Regions from separate parts of the Drosophila melanogaster genome. Here region 2 is linked to region 1. Evidence: chromatin contacts called from public Hi-C data. All regions are on one chromosome and are shown on one strand. The core of a region is the stretch at or near the end of the contact, and the rest is flanking DNA. Distances in the headings are between cores, read along the strand shown. Region 1 holds the start of lncRNA:CR43053 (long non-coding RNA:CR43053). Region 2 overlaps beat-IIIc (beaten path IIIc).

Evidence for each region. A called contact is a pair of places that touch in the nucleus more often than the background predicts.
Region 2: a contact with region 1 is called in a Hi-C map of the Kc167 cell line, with 1.6 times the contacts expected there. A contact is called at or near these places in 13 of 107 Hi-C or Micro-C datasets (the Kc167 cell line, the OSC cell line, the Ras3 cell line and 3 more).

The regions. Positions count from the first base shown.
Region 1 is chr2L:16,943,439-16,948,062 of dm6, forward strand. It overlaps lncRNA:CR43053 (long non-coding RNA:CR43053), which reads right to left and starts at 1,936. Exons shown (of 2, transcript NR_124313.1): 1 at 1,782-1,936; 2 at 1,285-1,733. lncRNA:CR44393 (long non-coding RNA:CR44393) reads right to left here. Exons shown (of 2, transcript NR_124314.1): 2 at 4,172-4,502.
Region 2 is chr2L:17,203,256-17,207,879 of dm6, forward strand. The region is part of intron 2 of beat-IIIc (beaten path IIIc); the gene reads right to left. Among named protein-coding and RNA genes, the nearest start is that of Grl36a, 24 kb to the left of the region's middle.

The DNA of each region.
Region 1 (4,624 bases), core at 686-3,185:
TTCCATTTTTGGGCGAATGGACGGGGACGGGGAGCAAAATTAATTGCCGCTGTAGTTTGGCTTCGGTTGTGGGTAGTGGGTTTTCGGTTTCGGCCTCGACTTGTCTTTCACTACGGCTAGTTAGTTTTGCTTACAGCTGGAAGAGTTGTACTTGCAGTCACTGTTTTCCCGCTGTAAGCTGTGTGGGGTTTTATATGGCGCAAAGTTTGTCGGAACTGCTTATCGGAAGCAGCAGAAAAGTTACCCAAAAGCCCGCAAGTGTGTGGTAATAAAAAGTTTTCGTTTTTGTCTCTTCTCCCAGCCATCCATAACTACCCAGAAACGTTCGTTATGCGACTTAATTGTTAGCTGTAAAGATTTACCATCACAAACGTTCCTTTTTTTGTTCGTTGGCTTGGGTAAGGATACATTTGTAAGAGGAGTACACGGGATGTCCTTAAGCACACACACACGCACACAGTCACGCAGTCGTCTTGCATTGTTTGTTAGTGCCAAATTTTTAATGTGCAACTTTTGGGTAAGAAGTTTTCATGGTTTTCACAAGGGAAAATTGTGATTCCTAGATGTTAGGCAAATGGTTTAAAGTTAATTATGAAGTACTAGAACGAACACACTCTTAAGGAATTTTGACAACTAAACTTATATTATATTATATTGGAATAAAGTACACTCATTTTTAATAACTTTATATTAAAAAATTCACGATTTTGAATTTCGTAATTCGTGGTACGATTTTCCTTTAGCCCCAAAACATGTGAGCCACTGGCACAGCTGAGTAAAATGATCATCAGCTGAGGAAAAAGCCATGCACACTTTTAAAGCTTTTCTGAATGAATAATATTTGTGCAGCAACCGCAAAAAATAGAAAGTATTAACCAAAACATAGTGCCACCACAGATGGCAAGGAAAAGCTTGTCATCGCTTGTTTGCTTGTTAAGGTTGGGCTCTTCTTCTTCTTTCGCCGCCCTGTGATGTCCTTTTTGGTATATTTTGTGCAGCTGCACTTAAACATAAAGTAGCAAAGGTAAGCACAATATGAAAAAAACAAGGCCCACGAAAAGAAAAGGGCGGTCGAAAAAAAGGGGGACATTAAAGTGCAGCCTGCGTTGGCAGAGGATGTGGTACCAATAAAATATAAGAGCGACTGCAAAAAGCTGCGCAAAATTATATATGTATTAAAGGAATAAATATATTATGCACTGCAAATATTTTTCCTTGCCATTTGATTGAGCTGTTTATAGACTTGAAGTGGCAAACGCGGTGTACACAAACAATGCAACAAATATGTTTGAATAAAAGTAATACTTTACACCAAAGTAAAATTGTTGAATTTGAGAAATATAAATTCCTTTATCGAATCTGTTGTTCTTGAGAGTCTGTGAGATTATTTCCCGTGCACGTCAGATAATGTGTATATACGTAGGCACACCAGGTGCACTTTTGTGTCTGTGTGGGTGTGTCCTTGTCCGCTTGTCAGTGTGTCTGTGTGTCTGTGCGGCGTATCCGTTTAGGTTTTCCAACAGCAGCAGGCGAAGAAGGAGCAGCACTCAGCGCTAGGCTACACACGTTAATGTTGTCCAAGTGCCGTGCTAAATTATGTATGTGCCCAGCATGTGTGTCTGTCTCCTCTTCCCGGTCTCCGGGAAAAGCTGAAAAGCATCACGACCTCCGCCAGGACCTGTGCGCAAATAGTTTTTCAGAGTGCTTGAAACGCGTGCCGCCAGACACCGCAACTGTAATTATGTTGAAAGTAAAAAGGTTGTAAAATATTAACTACTGACTTTGCCGTTCCACATGCTGCACTACTGTAACTTGAAATTTGAATACCTCATACTACAATTACTTGTCGACTCTTTTGAGGTGCAGAGATTTAGCCTTGAATAGTTGACTTTGTCTCTTGACTATTTTATATGTTAGCCAAGCTTAGTAAAACTTACTGACCTTGGTTGGCCTTAAAATAAATCAAGGAAAAATGCTAAAGTCGAGTTAAAACATACATGTTACTTATCCAGTTAAAGTGCGAAGGAAACATTTTAAAATAATTTATTGAACAATATTATTCCGAAGCTGCGTCGGCGTTACTAGAATCTGCTAGCCTTATATTTTTCGCGAAATCAAGGCATATTCAGACGGACAGATTCGGATTAAAAATACATCGATATAGGGTCGGAGACGCTTTTTATACCAGTGGCTTTTTTTAATAAGTCTGGTGTCTACGAGTCACGGTTGTAAATATCCCATCCGCTGCTCATCTAAAGCGTATTTTTGTCTGACTTTGTGTTGGAGTTTAAGACGCCTACACAGCGAACACAGTGCGATTTCGCTCCGTGTGCATTCGTTCATTGAAAAAAGTCGTATATTTTTGCAACGACGTGGGTGTACCGCCTCCGCCCACTTTCCACTTTTCATTTAGTCAGTGGACCAAGCCAGTCTGCTAATAGAAATAAAAACGAAAACTGCACACAACTAAGCCCGGCTAAAAGCTCAAAGGCGGCTGGCTCAGAGCCGCCCACCCACATTGAAGCCGCCTGTTTTAGCCTGCAATGAAAACAAAAAGCGATTTGCAAGTTTTCTATTGCGCATAAAAGTATGCTATGGAACCTATTTTTCCCTCCGCTTGCTTGCCTATTTTTCCATCCTTTTTTTTCTCCCATGGTCGTGTTCTTTTTGCTCCTCTTGCCTTTTTCCCCGCTGGGTTTTCTTGTTTTTTTTCGCCTTTCATAAAACCAAACTATTAAGCCAAGTGTTAAACTCATTTAGCGCGGATTTATGCGCCCGAGTGCCTCGTGCATATGTGTGTGTGTGAGTGGGTATGTGTTTGTTGCAAGCGATGCATGTGTGTGTGCGTGCGTGTGAGCCAGCTTTGTAAACGTGCCGTTTTCTTTTATGCGTTTTTAATAAGCCTTTTGCCAAGCGTGTCGTAGTTTGTTTGTTAGTGACCCTCCCTCAGTCCCTTGATTTTTTTTCTATTTACAGCTCTGCATTTTGATTGCTGGCATTTGTGTGCCTAATATTTGCTGCAGCAGCTGATTTTTTCTCATTTTTATTTTCGTTGAACTTGAAGCGTAAAAAGTTGAGTAGTGGAGCCGCATTTTTAAAATTTTTTTTTTAGGTTGTCCTGAATTTTTTGTTATTAGTCCTTGATGACAATGTGTGTGTGTGGGTATTAATTAGAACATTCTGGCTAAATTCTGCCTATGCTATAATTGAAAGGAGTGTAGAAAAATTCGTGGGCAAATTGGGGCAATATGGCAGATAACTTTAGTTGAATTTTAAAATATTTCTGCACATGATTTAGCACAATTTATAAATGAACATACGAGAAAAGCTAAAATTGTAGACCTAAACAAAAAACCGAAACAACATAATTTCAGTTTCTCTAAAATGCCAACTAAGTTTCGATTTAATTGAATATCAAAGTATGCTGGCCTTAATTTCTAAATTTAATTATTGCTATTAAAATGTTTGATATTCATTCGAAACGTGTTAAAAATTAAGAAATTCTCACCTAAAGGTGTGCAATCAATTTTTTGACCAGAGTATGCGAAAATGTGTTTGACAGCCTTAAGATTTTGCTAAATGGTTTGTATAAAACTTTTCGACAAACCGCAGACTGTGGAAATATGTAGCAAATTGTGTCATTTGATATATGTGAAATTTCATCAATTTACCACGCACAGTCTTGGCTCAAAGTCATTATTTGAGTTCCGATTTCGTGTTATTGTTACGCTTTCTCCTTCTCAGCATTGCATTATTTTGTCTTGTGTATAAACATTAGTGCATTTTTGTAATGCCCATGTTTTTGTTATCCTCAACTTGTTTGTTTGCTGGCCGTTGGTGTTTGCTTGTTCATTTTTGTTTTGCAATTTGACATGACTTGCTGATGCCGTCTTACCGACGCAAATAGCCAAACCAAATGCCATTATTGTTACAGTTGCTTGCAATTCGAGAATGCACTCAAAGTTAAGTTTATCTAAGGGTTCAGAAAGCCGGGATATGATAGTCTTAAGGAACTCATTTTGAAATGAATGCCTTTGAGCCTTATTTTAATAAAATAGTTTGATTAAACGAACATCGTAACTATCAAAATAAATGTTTCAATTTCCAAACTATTATTTGACTTTGTTGAAGTTTGAGATGTAAAGAATAATATAAAGTATTATTTGCATTTAATATTTTAGAAGCTACCCTGTAATTTAATTTTGATAGTTTTATGAAGCTTAATGCATTTTCACCTCTTATTGGTTTATCGCATTTTCTTTCGGTGCCTTTGCCTTCATATTTGACAGTTTTCGTACAGGATTTTTGCATAAATGCCCAAGTGTAGTCAGTCAGTCCATCATTTGGACATGCACACAGTTTAATTCCCTCGCCTCATCTCGTCTGCAACATCGTCTAGCCCTTCGCCTTGGCTTCGTCCTGCTCCTTTGCCGCTTTCCTGTTTGCAACATATATCTTCATCGGTCTGCCAGGACAACCACAAATATCCAACATCATGCTTCCTGCGGGGAAGTGTGCTTTATGTATAAGGAAAAGTGCCAATCAAAGTTAATTGAAAATTCATTGAATCTTGTATATTTAAGTGAGGCATACAACAACATAAGTCTATGTAAAATGAGTGTGT
Region 2 (4,624 bases), core at 781-3,280, 260 kb after region 1:
TGAGACAATAAGATAAGAATACGGCCTGGACTTGATTTGGGCCAGGGAATATAAGAAAAGGGGCGTGCCATTCTATATCTATAATTTCGCAGGAGGGATGGCTTTTAAATTTGTGTGCAATTTTGCTGGCATGCGATTTTTGCGGTTCATCGAAGGGAAAAGCTATAGAAGCACTAATTGGCTTTGGATTCTATTGATTTTTTAATTATAATTTAATTTTCGCTAGGACAAGCCGTTTCTTCAATTTTACACATTACACATTAATTTTCCGTTGTACAATTTCTTGCATTTCTATTATCATTATTATATTTTGCTTCTTCCAAAAAAATCCAATCTTATGTTTCCTATTTTTCTTATATTTTTTTGGTATGGGTAATCCCTTTCCCTATGATCATTTTCATGAGCATCATCCTCCGTGAATATCAATAAACCCAGAGCGTGGACCAGCTATATATTCGTGCCTTTGTCCATATTTATCGATAAACCATGATTTACGCTCATTATTTGCTTTAGCCACCGACACACAGACACTAAGGACGAGTCTATGTGCAATTGTGTCGGTGCTAAGCAATTTTCTCACACATCAATGCCAACAGCAACTGAATGAGTAGAAGCAACTGAATCAACAAGGGGTACAACAACTGAAACGGCCAACAGGGGCGTCATTTGAGTAACGCCATTATATTCATTAGCAGCACACACAATCACATTTCGGTACACTGCAAAAAATTGCTATTATAAGGGTGTGATATTTTTTAAGATTAAATAAACTATGTAACCATGAATTAGACAACAAGTAGGCATATGAAAAAAAAAACTTGTAATCCACCTGAGAGTAAGCAACAGTTTTTCTTTCTCTGCAGCCAGAGGCTCAGTAACCAAATTGTTGCTATTGTCATGCATTGCACATTTCTCTTTCTATATGCCATTTTAGCTTCCTTCCATTGAAGCGATTATACTTATACATATGTGTGGGTGAGCTGGTTTTTCTTTCCTTTGGCTGTGTTTATTTTGGGGTCTTTCCTCCCACCGCCATCACCGAATTTTCCATCTATCCTTCTCAGTTGCTGAAGTTTGTTTGCTCCACTGTGTTTTCTTTTTGTTGCTGCTGTTGTTGTGTTATTTTCGCTGACTGGCGTCAGTAATTTGCTCCTTATTGAGATGTTTGTTTATTTACCGAGCAATTTGTATTCATTGTGTGGCTCAAAGGGCGTGGGAAGGGGGGTCCAAGGGGCGCTGTATCAGCCAAGTTTACGATGTGCTTCTGTGTTGGCCTTGGTAAGTTATAGTTTCCGCAACTCATTTGGCCGCTTCAGTTGGTTGGAATTGATTTTTATGCCGCCATCAGCTGGTCGGCAGTCCGTTGGCGTTCTTTTGGCCAATTTAATTGTTTATTTTGGTGGTTTTCTCTTTGCGGAGAGAAAGATTAAGCCTGACCATTAGCTTAGCTGAGTTAATTTATTTGCAATTAGTGGGATTTTTTTCAGGCCCTCAAAGGATGAGCATTTGGTTTGGTGTGTTGCCTTTGAATCTGTTCCAGGGATTTATAAACAGTTACCTTAAACTCATGATAACCATCTTTTTATTTTGCCACCCCTGCGCTCCCTCTTAATTTATATACAAATGAGCTCTGGGGCTTAAGCTAAGCCAAAAGTTTTCACTTGAAATTGTCCAACAAAAATGGTTGCAACTCTATGTAATATGCAATTCGCATAATACAACACCCGAAACTTTTGCTGCACTTGAACTTTGGGCTGTGTGTGAGAGGGACAGCTACCGGGTGGCCGAAAGAGAGGCGTATACAGGTGTGGTACGAAAGGGGCAGAGTTGCACACGTCGCCTCTGGGCCGAAACTGAAACATTTTGCTAATGGAGCTTAAAATTTATGTAAGCTATTGTCGAGCTCTAGCCCGGCATGCCCCGATTGCAACTCCCTCTCGCCCATCGTCCATGTCATGCATGCATAAGTGCAGTGGAGCAGTGATGGGTTGATGTTCAAAGGGGGTCAGCAAAAACATATTGCATACTTTTGTGCATGCAAGCTGAAAATTAAAAGCGCTTACGTTGGCACAAAAAACAGGAGGGAAAAGCCAAGGAACAGGATGAAACCGAATAACGACAAACGAGAAGCAAATGAAACGAATATGCGTAGCCAATGCACAACCTACCCACCCCACCCTATTCACAACCCCTTGCCGGAAAATGAAGCTGTCTGGAAATGCGATTTCCCACTACCAACCGCTATTCTCCCTCATCAAGGAAACCGCAGTGACTGCGAAAAAAGGAATTTATAATTCGCGGTTATTAATGACGAGCTCCAAGTCGAGCCACAGGGAATTACAGTCATCACTCGCTAACTGAATCGAATTAAAAAAATTGCTGTCTTGCGTTATGTGTTAATTCGAATAACATATTGGTAACAAATCTATATTAAATTGTGTAACTGTGTTTTATTTAGCGAATAAATAACTAAAATTAATTTTAATTCGTTTTAGAAATCACATAATTTTGAAATTACAAAGATGTAATTTATTTTTGTGAAAACTCTTCTACGGTTTTAGGATTATATCCGTTATAATGAGGCTATGCAGCAATCTAGAAAGGAAAACTGAGAAGGGTGAAACAGACTTATAACAGCTTTTGACTTTTGTCTGCTTCTCTGGCATTTTTTGTTTTTCTTACGACTTTTGGCACGAACTGCAGCTGCTGATGCTGATGATACTGATGCTGATGACGATGCTGACGATAATGTCCCCGATTTGCCACATGAATACAAATACAACAAAGGAGCCGTGGAGACACTGAGCTCACCCCAGTTCTCTATAGGGACAGGAATAATTTAGTGCTTTGGTGGATAAATGTTTCAGTTAAAATTTAGCAATTCGTTGCAGATTCAAGTGAAAACCCAAGCGGGTATGAGTCCAGAGGGCAGCAGCCCGAATCCAGGGAAATTGCTGAATTTTTTATCCCGCTCTTCCACTCAAACACACACACACAATCAAAGCTGGAATCACACAAATACAAAGGATGGCCGGAGTTATCCCTTCATTCCGCTTTTTTCTCGCTACTTGGAGTAATTACTCTCCGGATCCTGCTTAAGCCATTTGTTTGACTTGAAATTTATCAGGATATCGCCTGGGCCCTTACTAAAATGCACAAAAATGTTGTATCTTATTTCAGTGGAGAGTGGAATTAAACGAGGAAGCCAAAGAAAAAGCAACAATTATTAATCTATAGAAATCGACTGGCTGGCAGTTCGAAATTGGCCGAACACTGGACAATAAAGTTGTGAGAAAACCTTTTGTAGAAAGTGAAACTAATATAACTTTAAAGCATATAAGCCTAATTTATATACTTATAATTTGAATTCGTCATATCAATTAGTCACACCTTATGAGTAAATACATCTTTCTAATTTAGCCACAAAGTACCTAAAGCACATTCCATAAAATCTATGTTGTTCACAATGGAATAGCGTACTCCAATCAGATTCGGGGATTCAACTGGATGCGACTGGAATTCCTGTTGCTCAGTGTAAGGAAAGGGCATTTGCGGTAACCCCAAGGCCCCAGATAGCCATCAGGATTCGGTAAATCGGAGGCGGGGCCATCGAGGAAGTGCGTCTTGTCGCTGGCTGCTTATTGAGGCTTAGATCCGATTTGCCAAAAGACAAGCCGCCCATGAAATTGTTTGTTTATTGAAAAATGATTATAAGGGGAGCCACAAAAGGACACAATCGGCGAAGGAGGGGGTTTTACCAAAAGGAGGATTTGTGTAAGAGCCACAGACAAGAAACCGATACCAAAACAGAGAACAAAGGCAACAGTAGCAGGAGTCACAGCAAAAAACAAGCAATCGGTACAGTGAGCGAATAAATAACAAGTAAATGAAATTTAAAGTACCTACGTTCGGTTTTACAAAGTTTGTAGTATATGTATCTTAATAATTAATTTTCTGCAGATTCAAGAAATATGTAAAATATTATCTATATATGGATTTAGCTAATATTAAGTAATGTTTGAAAAAATGTAAATGGGTTGTGGACTATTTTTCAAAAAGATTTATTCGCAAGCCGAAACAGTGCTCAATATCATTATGTTTTTAATAACCATGAATGTAGTTAATAAATATTTCTTGCAGTGCACGATGTCGGGTGGCTGACAAGCGATGCGATTAAGCGATAACCCGACAGCGAACCTTAAGCCGCCAAATGGTCTGTGAATGTTGGAATGCTGCCCAAGTCCCCGATTTCCGAGCTCCCCCTGGATGCTCAGTCCTACGTTTTCTTGACTGTGGGCTTTTGTCGGCTTTTGGGGCATATTATCATTTTTGAAATCAATCTGTTTACAAGGCATAAAAGTGTATGCCTACAGATGTAGTATGTATATTTCACTCTCATTCTCTTGCTCTCTGATTGTATTCTGATTGCTTTGTCGCTGTTTGAAAAATCGCTTGTTGATTTTTCCATTTCGTCCTTAGAATCTTTCTTTTTTTTTTTGCCTCTTTTCCCACTTTATCTGTGGCACTATAAATTTGTTTTTATTTTCAGCTGATGAGTGGTTTATGTGTGTGCGTGCTAGCGAGAGTATCTGTGCGAATGAGTCGAGTGCTTGTGCCACAAAAG